2 separate regions of the Bicyclus anynana genome follow, and region 1 is linked to region 2. A link is a contact called in public Hi-C data. All regions are on one chromosome and are shown on one strand. Each heading gives the region's core, a stretch centred on a gene start, on an enhancer-like site or on the middle of the called end of the contact. The rest is flanking DNA. Distances are from core to core; before and after follow the strand shown. Region 1 overlaps LOC112042839. Region 2 overlaps LOC112042839.

Evidence for each region. A called contact is a pair of places that touch in the nucleus more often than the background predicts.
Region 1: a contact with region 2 is called in a Hi-C map of whole body, with 2.5 times the contacts expected there. The contact joins two enhancer-like sites. A contact is called at or near these places in 2 of 2 Hi-C or Micro-C datasets (whole body and whole larva).

What each region holds. Positions count from the first base shown.
Region 1 is chr12:7,130,138-7,134,387 of ilBicAnyn1.1, forward strand. The region is part of intron 3 of LOC112042839; the gene reads right to left. Among protein-coding and RNA genes, the nearest start is that of LOC112047940, 100 kb to the left of the region's middle. Within about 2 kb of position 1,409, at least 6 of the 8 cell types and tissues checked have open chromatin away from gene starts, as enhancers often do.
Region 2 is chr12:7,083,117-7,087,183 of ilBicAnyn1.1, forward strand. LOC112042839 reads right to left here. Exons shown (of 6, transcript XM_024078008.2): 5 at 1,683-1,845; 6 at 1-538. The coding sequence ends at 374. Among protein-coding and RNA genes, the nearest start is that of LOC112047940, 55 kb to the left of the region's middle. Within about 2 kb of position 2,260, at least 8 of the 8 cell types and tissues checked have open chromatin away from gene starts, as enhancers often do.

The DNA.
Region 1 (4,250 bases), core at 159-2,658, 46 kb after region 2:
AATCCGCGTTGGGCCAGCGTGGTGGACTATGGTGGCCTAGCCCCTCAGATTCTGAGAGGAGACTTGAGCTCAGCAGTGAGCCGAATATGGGTTGATAATGATGATGATGAAAAGGATCGGGTATCGCCCAATCCTTTTCCCGATGTTAGGGCGTATGGTTGGAATGAGTGAACCAGGGCATGTGTAAAAGGTGTAGATGTTTATAGTTAATGAATGAAAGAAGCGAATTGACATATTTTGCCGAGCCCACTAAAGTGAGATAAGGTAAAGGAGATGATGATGTTACTTTGCGTAAATTTATAATTCCCCTAGGTACTTTGATTTGATTTAAATATAGTTACATAGACTTAATTAATAAGTGACAGAACACCCAAACGAAACAATAACAATGACTATTATAATACTTATTACTTACCCAAATAAAATGCGATTGATGTTATAAAAATCACGACAAGACACTAGAACCTTACAACTGAATACTGAAAATTAGTTACCTGTAACTATTATTATGTATTCTGTGGATTTATTTTGACTTGTGTTTGACATCAAAGTTCGCAACACCGCAGTATGAATCATGCGACATCTATACACTCGTGTATAATGAGTTAAGTGGAACAATATGACGAAATAGGTAAACGCAGGGTGTCTTTGGATGTGTGCGTTATTATATTATGTGTGTGTGTGTCCACAATATTACTCATGCTAAAATGCATGTGATTCGTGCTTTTAAATCGGGGCTACTGTAACGTTTAGCGGAAAACTTTACCCCTTTTAAAAGTGAGTCAGGTGACTTTTTGTGTTAGAGTTAACACAAAAAAGTACACTGTGAAAAGTCACTGTAGTGACTCATGTTAATTTTCCACGTAAAAAAATAGGTTATGATTATGGTTTTATTTAGGTAGACAGCTTTGGATGTGGTAGTAAGGTAATAGTAGAATATCCAGCAAATATACATACCCAAAACCCTTTCGCCTTATATATCAAACAGCAAATATATAGGAAAATAGCTGTAAATAGGATTTACATTTTTTAGATATTTTTAAATAGGAAAAGGTAAAGATAAATTATATCTTATTATTATTATGGCTGAAAACCTTGCACTGAGTCAAACACAACGGTTGACTTCGAATAATAAACAAAAACTTGTTTTTCTACATAACATTAGATAATAAATAATAATTAAAAAATATTGTCATGTAGTAAAACACATGACTGTATGTATGAATCATTGAATACCATACTCCCGCTTTTTCTAAGAAATATTGTGAGATAAAAAATACAATAAATAATATTATGTTGGTCGTATAGATACGTCAGAAAGTAACAGGTTTCTTGTTTTTAAACTGATATATATGTACTAGTGGCATTGAGTTACGAATTTAATAATCCTGTTATTGTAAGTGGTTCTCAAAATATTAACCATGACGAAAAGTCAGATGCCTATACTACCACAGGTGATATACTCGTATGTATATTGTATATCATACAGTCTACTTTGACAAATGAAGGTCAGACGCCAGACATACAAGTATACAAGATTATTTCTAATCCCTTGGGAAATACCTATTTCCCAGGGTATTAGAAATAATTATGTACTCTTTATAACATAGGTATCTACTTGCTTACTGAGCCACCTGATTGAAGTGATGATGCATTAATTCAGACGAAATCAGGTAGATTTCGTCTGAATCGGAAACTGATTCTAATCAATTCTTCTTTATCGCTTTCACTTGTGTACCAAGTGTATACTCGTAAAATGACAAAATTCCAAACATTGTGCAATACAAAACTTAGATGTCTCTTCAGGATTTTCAAACTTACGAGTACCTTATAACTATCAGTACATCCACCAACCAATCTATCTTCCGAAACAAAGGTCTATTGTCCATAATAAGACGTTTGAAACGTATATATATTCTAACTTATTACAAGTAATTACAGTAGGCACTAACTAGCAATAGTGAGACTAATGTATTTAAATAAACAAAAAATATCGGGGAAAAACACTGAAACTTAAAAATAAACCAGCATTTCATCACGGTAATTAAGAAACAATTGCATTTAGCAAAATATGCGTAGACAAACCTGATATTATTGTATTTTTCAGAGTCTATTGTTGATGGTAAAGTTGGGAATGTTCGACTGAATTATTAGGTAAGTTCTCGCGAGTACGCCAGATCTAAAACTTTTACTAAAATTCCTATAAGCTATGCTTACGATGATGACCTACGGTTCCGAGACTTGGTCGCTAACTATTGGCCTCATAATGAGACTCAGAGTCACGGGTGATGGAACAAGCATGGAGTATTTCTGCGTGATCGTATCAGAAATTATAAGATCTGCAAAAGAACCAAAATTACTTACATAGCTCACCGAGTTGTGAGCTAAAATAGCAATTGGAGGGCACGAAGTTTGAAAAGCCGATGGATGATGGGATCCCAAGGTGCTGGAACGGCAACCATGGGCTAAAATGCGCAGTGTTTGTCGACCCCTCGCCGGGTGGACTGACGACATCCAGCAAGTCGTTATCTGGATGCAGATTGTAGTGTTTGAAAGTCCCTACAAAAGGCCTAGATATCCCGCAGTGGACGTCCATGATGATAAAGATAATGATGATGACGATGAAAAAATAACCATCATTACTAGTGGTCACTCATTAGACATTAATCATTAGCAGTCATTAAACATCCACTGTTCAACATATGAGTAATCTGGTTGTACTTAATGTTGTATGAATCGCCTGTCCTCTCTAGTTTTGGCTTAAAAAGTCTGAGATATATTATTAAATGAGTCTTAGTAATCGTCTATTTGTTTCCAAATATTGGCTAGGATTACGACCTCATTACTGTATTATACTGTCAAGATATGTAACAAGTGATATAACGGATAATGTTGTAAAAAACAGTGCGCACGCGTCCAACTGTATTATTCCAACACGTTCAACAGCCGTGATTGTAGTCCTTATCGTGATGTGATAATCTTGTAATGGCTGTCATTTCTGAAAATCATGAAATTTAACTGCCGTATGACATTTTCTTTTTTGAGTGCAAAATGTAAATTGTAAATGTTTCGAGGATCGACTGAATGTCAACCAGCCAATGACGTGCATATAATAAATGCAAAAAAAACTACCTGTCCTGAGGACTCAGTACGTTTCTACATACAACATATCTTGTGTAAATTGTATGTATATTATCTAGTCTAGTTAAAAACCTTGATCACATAACTGTCAATTATGAGTACAGGATGCCACTAGTAACACGATATCTAGCAGTTCAGTTTCGAAGACTAACTTGATCGTTGACCATAAGCTAGTATATCTAGTAAACACCCTTAACCCAGAAACGAAATAGATTTAACATCGGTGCTTCAAGTTTGCAACTTTGTCCATATCTTCGAATCAGTGGTACGGCGTAAAAAGTATTCAAGATTGCCACTTCGTCATTAATAATAATGGAATAAAAAACGGAATATCAGAGCATGTCTCACGCGAGAACGTCGTGATAATATGGTGACAATCACACTTATCATTACAATCTAGTGAAGGATGAAGCCTGTTAAAAGATTTATCGATTGGAATAATACTACGTGGAAAAGTTTTTCTTTTCCAAACACAATAAACAGATACCACGGTAATCAAGTAATATTATAACTGTAATTTAATAATTATACTGTAAGGAAGTTTACTAGCATTCCTGCAATTTCAGTTCGTAACGATTTGCATCGATTTCGTGACATTATATCTAGTATTGTATAAATTCCTGTGTAATAAATCGATGTTCATTAACATTACAAGCAGTTGTAGTAGCTAGACGGTGTCTTGCAACTTGTGTGAATACTAAATCATTGTCACGTGTTGGTCACGAGATATTTAATCAAATGAGTAATGCATCATTGAAGCTAATTACACTAGAAAGATTTTTTATGGTTTCCTTGAGTTTGGATGAAGTGTCTTTCTTCTCATTGTTCGTAGATGATGTTATTCGAGCTTGCCATATACCTTTTGCAGTCTTTGAGTATTTGGTCATCTGCAGTGCTAGGTGCATACTTTTTTAGAGCTGTTGCATCGTCTTCAGTATTAAAAGTGTACGTGTTTTTTAATATTTATGATGCTGGGTAGTATGGACAGTATTTTTATTATTTATTCAAGATATTAAACACTGAATCGTAATAATAAATACTGTCGCCAGCGACCAGCTACTATTCATTATTTTGGTCTATAATACCTATACCTATTAAAACAAACATCA
Region 2 (4,067 bases), core at 1,010-3,509:
ATTCCATTCGTAACTTTAAATTAATAATTAAACTAATTCATTTGACTATCACTCAACATTCAAATATCAATAACGGAACAGCAATCAAACTTCAGTGTTCTAATACTTATTAATACATCTAGGCTTAAAATCACAAAGTATTGAATGAAAGTTTAAATATTGGTCATAAAAGTTAATTGGTCGAAAGATATGCTGAAAGATATAGACGACATAATGTACATAGATGCTTTTTGATATTCGAATACAGATATGGTTTTTAAAAATAAGATATGATTTTTAAATTACAACCGTGAATCTCTCGGTTTAAGTCTATATTAACTAAGCAAAGAAGATTCCTGCTTCTCATGCCGTTATCGTCGTAAACAGAAGGTGGTTAGTACACATATATTTGCTTGAGTTGAGGTTTGAGCTCAGGCGGGATTGTGTACACTTCTTGCTCTGGCTTCTTATTGACGAGTCGCTTCCAACGACCGCCAATGTTCTTTCGTAAGCTGCGAAAGCTCGCTCGCTCATTGCCTAGGGGCTGCAACATATTGTCCTGTAAACAATAAAAATTAACAGTTAGTTGATTTCGTTCTTGTAAAGACAGTTTTTGGAACATCTTTATAAGCCACCTAAATGCATTGTACGTTCTTTGAAAATGCCATTCACACCTATTGAAATAAGACCCGTAAAAAAATTCCGTTATCGTCCTCAATGCTGGTTGTATTCAAAATAAGTGCATTTGCACTGCTTCGTAACTGACTTCCAGTTACACAATGCTCTTAAGTTATTTTAAGCCTCGGTTGCTATCCAAACGTTGAAAGAAGGTCGTTCGTCGAACGTTAAATATTATTACTAACAACGACGCGGGAACTTTTGTAACTGTCGTTTCTCTTAACGTACTCGCTTGGCATTATAATATTATCTTTTGTTTAATATTTCTATAGAGGTTCTAAGGAGGCAACAATGACAACGGGCCCTGTAGCTATACCAGAAGCAACAACGCTACCTACTGTCTACAAAAGTCTAGGAAGACATTATGTATTGAGCATTGAAGCTACAAATATAAGACGAGCCTTGAATTCAAAGGCAGTAGGCACATTAGCATTCTTTACTTCCTGGTACAGTCACGATATAGGTGGCCATACTCATACTCAAACGTTTAATAAACATAGGTTAAACACGTGCAATGAATTGTTTACGTAAACCTCTGGAAGCATTAACTAGACCGTGATATTAAGGTTAAAACATTTACGAGACTGCAATTTTAAGAGCTCAACACTGCATTAGCCTCCTTTGTTCGTTTAAGAAAGAAGGTCGAACGGTTACAACATGTTCGCCTTGCACAGCTTTCTACTCAGTGAGCGTGTTCCGACATTTAAATTTATTTTGCGCTTAGATATCGTCACTTAAGCCAACTCTCTCCAATGTGGAGGGGACTGCACTTTAAGCGTCGCGTTTCTTTTCATAATGCTCACTTTCCTTAATACCTACTAACAATGTTTTGGCTACAGAACGAATTAATGCCACAATATTGCACATGTTATGAGAATCATATTCAGGTCAAGACTATCAGCTGTGGCGGGATTGTAACGTTTTCTATTAATATGGTACACTACTGCCAACATTTATTATTTTTTTGTAGCGTCTAGACTTGATTTTGAATTTTCTTAATTTAGTTCATAATGGACTGTACGAACCTGATCGTGAGAATAGACGTAAGGCGGGGGCAGCGGCGGTGGGAACTGCCACAAGGGCTGCTGACGGAAGGCAAGAGGCTCGGGCGGTGGCTGCGGCGCTGCCTGGAGCACTGCCTCGGCCGGGTGCACCGAAGCCGAGTGCTCCTCGCGCTTGCGCAGCTTGCTGTGGACGATGCGAATCGCCATCATAGTGCCGTTGTTTCCGACCATGGTTGTAAAGGGTCCTTCGACGCAAGAACAACTAAACACACTGGGTTGGATCACAGGTAAATAGTTCCAGTCGGGCAGTCACAACATATCCAATTCACAATTTCACTCACAGCCGTATTGCGGTCTAAACGCGTATAACTAATAACTAATTAAAATAAATTATCACAATTATTTTGTAAGTAGAGCTATTGCACATATCACTGCTCGTATAGGAACGCGCGGTAGACCGCGTTATGCGAGCTTCAGCTGCGCCAGCGGGTGACTAGAATGTTATCGTGAAGATTGGCCGGCAGGTGCCTAGCAAAGCGCTCGCTCGTGCCAAACGACCTCTACGGAGTACTCCATGCGTCTGAGTTGAAGTGGAGGGGCGCGGATGGCTTTTATATGCTCGCGTCTGACGCGGCGCTAGTGCGGCGGGGGGTGGGAGGAGAGGGGCCGACGATGTGGTCGTTTTCCATGAAAAACTACAATGATTGCGATACCATTGCCGCTCTCATGTCGAATCGTCACGATAATGACGCACCAAACGGACTAACCGGCTTGGTATATCCCTGCTGCCCGAGCTATAAATTTAATTCTGACGTTTTTCTTATACCCAGATTTCCAAATCTAGTTTAATGACGACTGTGAGTGAAATCGGAACGTTAACACCAATATCCAGTATCTGTATTATTCTTGCGTTGAAGGTTTATCTTATAAACTAGATAGATAGTTACCAAACATGACATAAATACTAGATAAACACGTTGATATTAGAAATAAGTGCATTGGTATAGTACTAGATAAAACAAAAGTATCGATCAAAAAATTATTGCACTTTATCTACGCAAGAGATTAGAGCTTCCTAGAAAATGTAGCCATTATGTAGCCATAAGTAAACAGTGAACACGCCTCCTATACTGGCATAGTTTTTGCAGCAACTGATAACAGACCCGTATTGATTCCACTGATAGTAACAAATCTGAGGGAGACATTTCACCATCAGCCGAGTTCAAAGTCCATAAAATACAAACGCAAAGCCGCGTATACATTTAACACAGCTGGTTCTATGGATAAAGTAAACGCAATAGTCACAAATATTGCATCTCTTTCTATCGAGCTCGTAAGCATGGGGTATAAACAAGGAGGTGTGTGTTTAATGCTTTCTACTTAAAAAGGTAAAGTAGGGCTACAGGGTAAGGGAGACCGGGAAGGTGCATTGCCCTTAGTCCGTTCCTAACACAAGTATGCCTTCGGGGCTTTGACTCGAATGTGGGATAAAAAACACAGGTAGTTTAGCCATTATAAGATGTTACCCTTGAGAACCGTCTAGAGGATACCGTCAATGTCGGCAGATATTCAACAGAAACCTCTTTATTTCGCGAAAGTAATAAATCGATATTATCGATATTCCTAATAACTGTAAAGTTGCAATATTTGTGATTTTTAATAGTTAAACTAACTAATAGTAATAATGTTATGCTATTTTCCTCTAAACTGACTGTACTAAATGAAACTGTTAGAATGTTGTGCATGTTACTGGCATGTAATTTAAAAGACATTAACTCCACAATGTTAAATTAAGTATAGAATCAGTAATAACAAAAACTAAACCTGATCAAGTTGTAGACATCTTCTAAAAATTTCTTGTTCATTATTAATCTGCCTGTCTAGATGTGAGATACCTAATTTTGAAAAACCAATTATTAGGATCGATTATAAAGGGATTTGAATATAAAGCGACTGCCTTTCACATGGGTAGCTTAATTAATCAGATATCTAACTTTGAATCTTATATATCGCACACAGTAGAAACTAAAGTAGAAATATACTTTGATCTACGTAATTGAAGTCATGGGCGATATCAATATTACATTAGGCGTCTGACGCAAAGTTCACACGTGCGAAGCCAATTACTTATACCAGTTCTTTTATACTTTTGTAAAGATTTCGAATGACTTATTCAGAATTAAATGATTCATTAAATTTTAATGTGTATTCGAATTTTAAATTAAATCTATTAAAATTAATTTACCAAGCTCCAGCGGTTTGTATAACAAGCAATGTGTAAAATGACTATTGTTTTAAGATTTCGTGAGAAAACTTTTTGCTCACCTTTGCATGTGATTTCCAAAAAAAATAGGTAAAACTAGTTTGTAATACAAAGCAGGGTTTTGAAATAATAAATCATTTAAA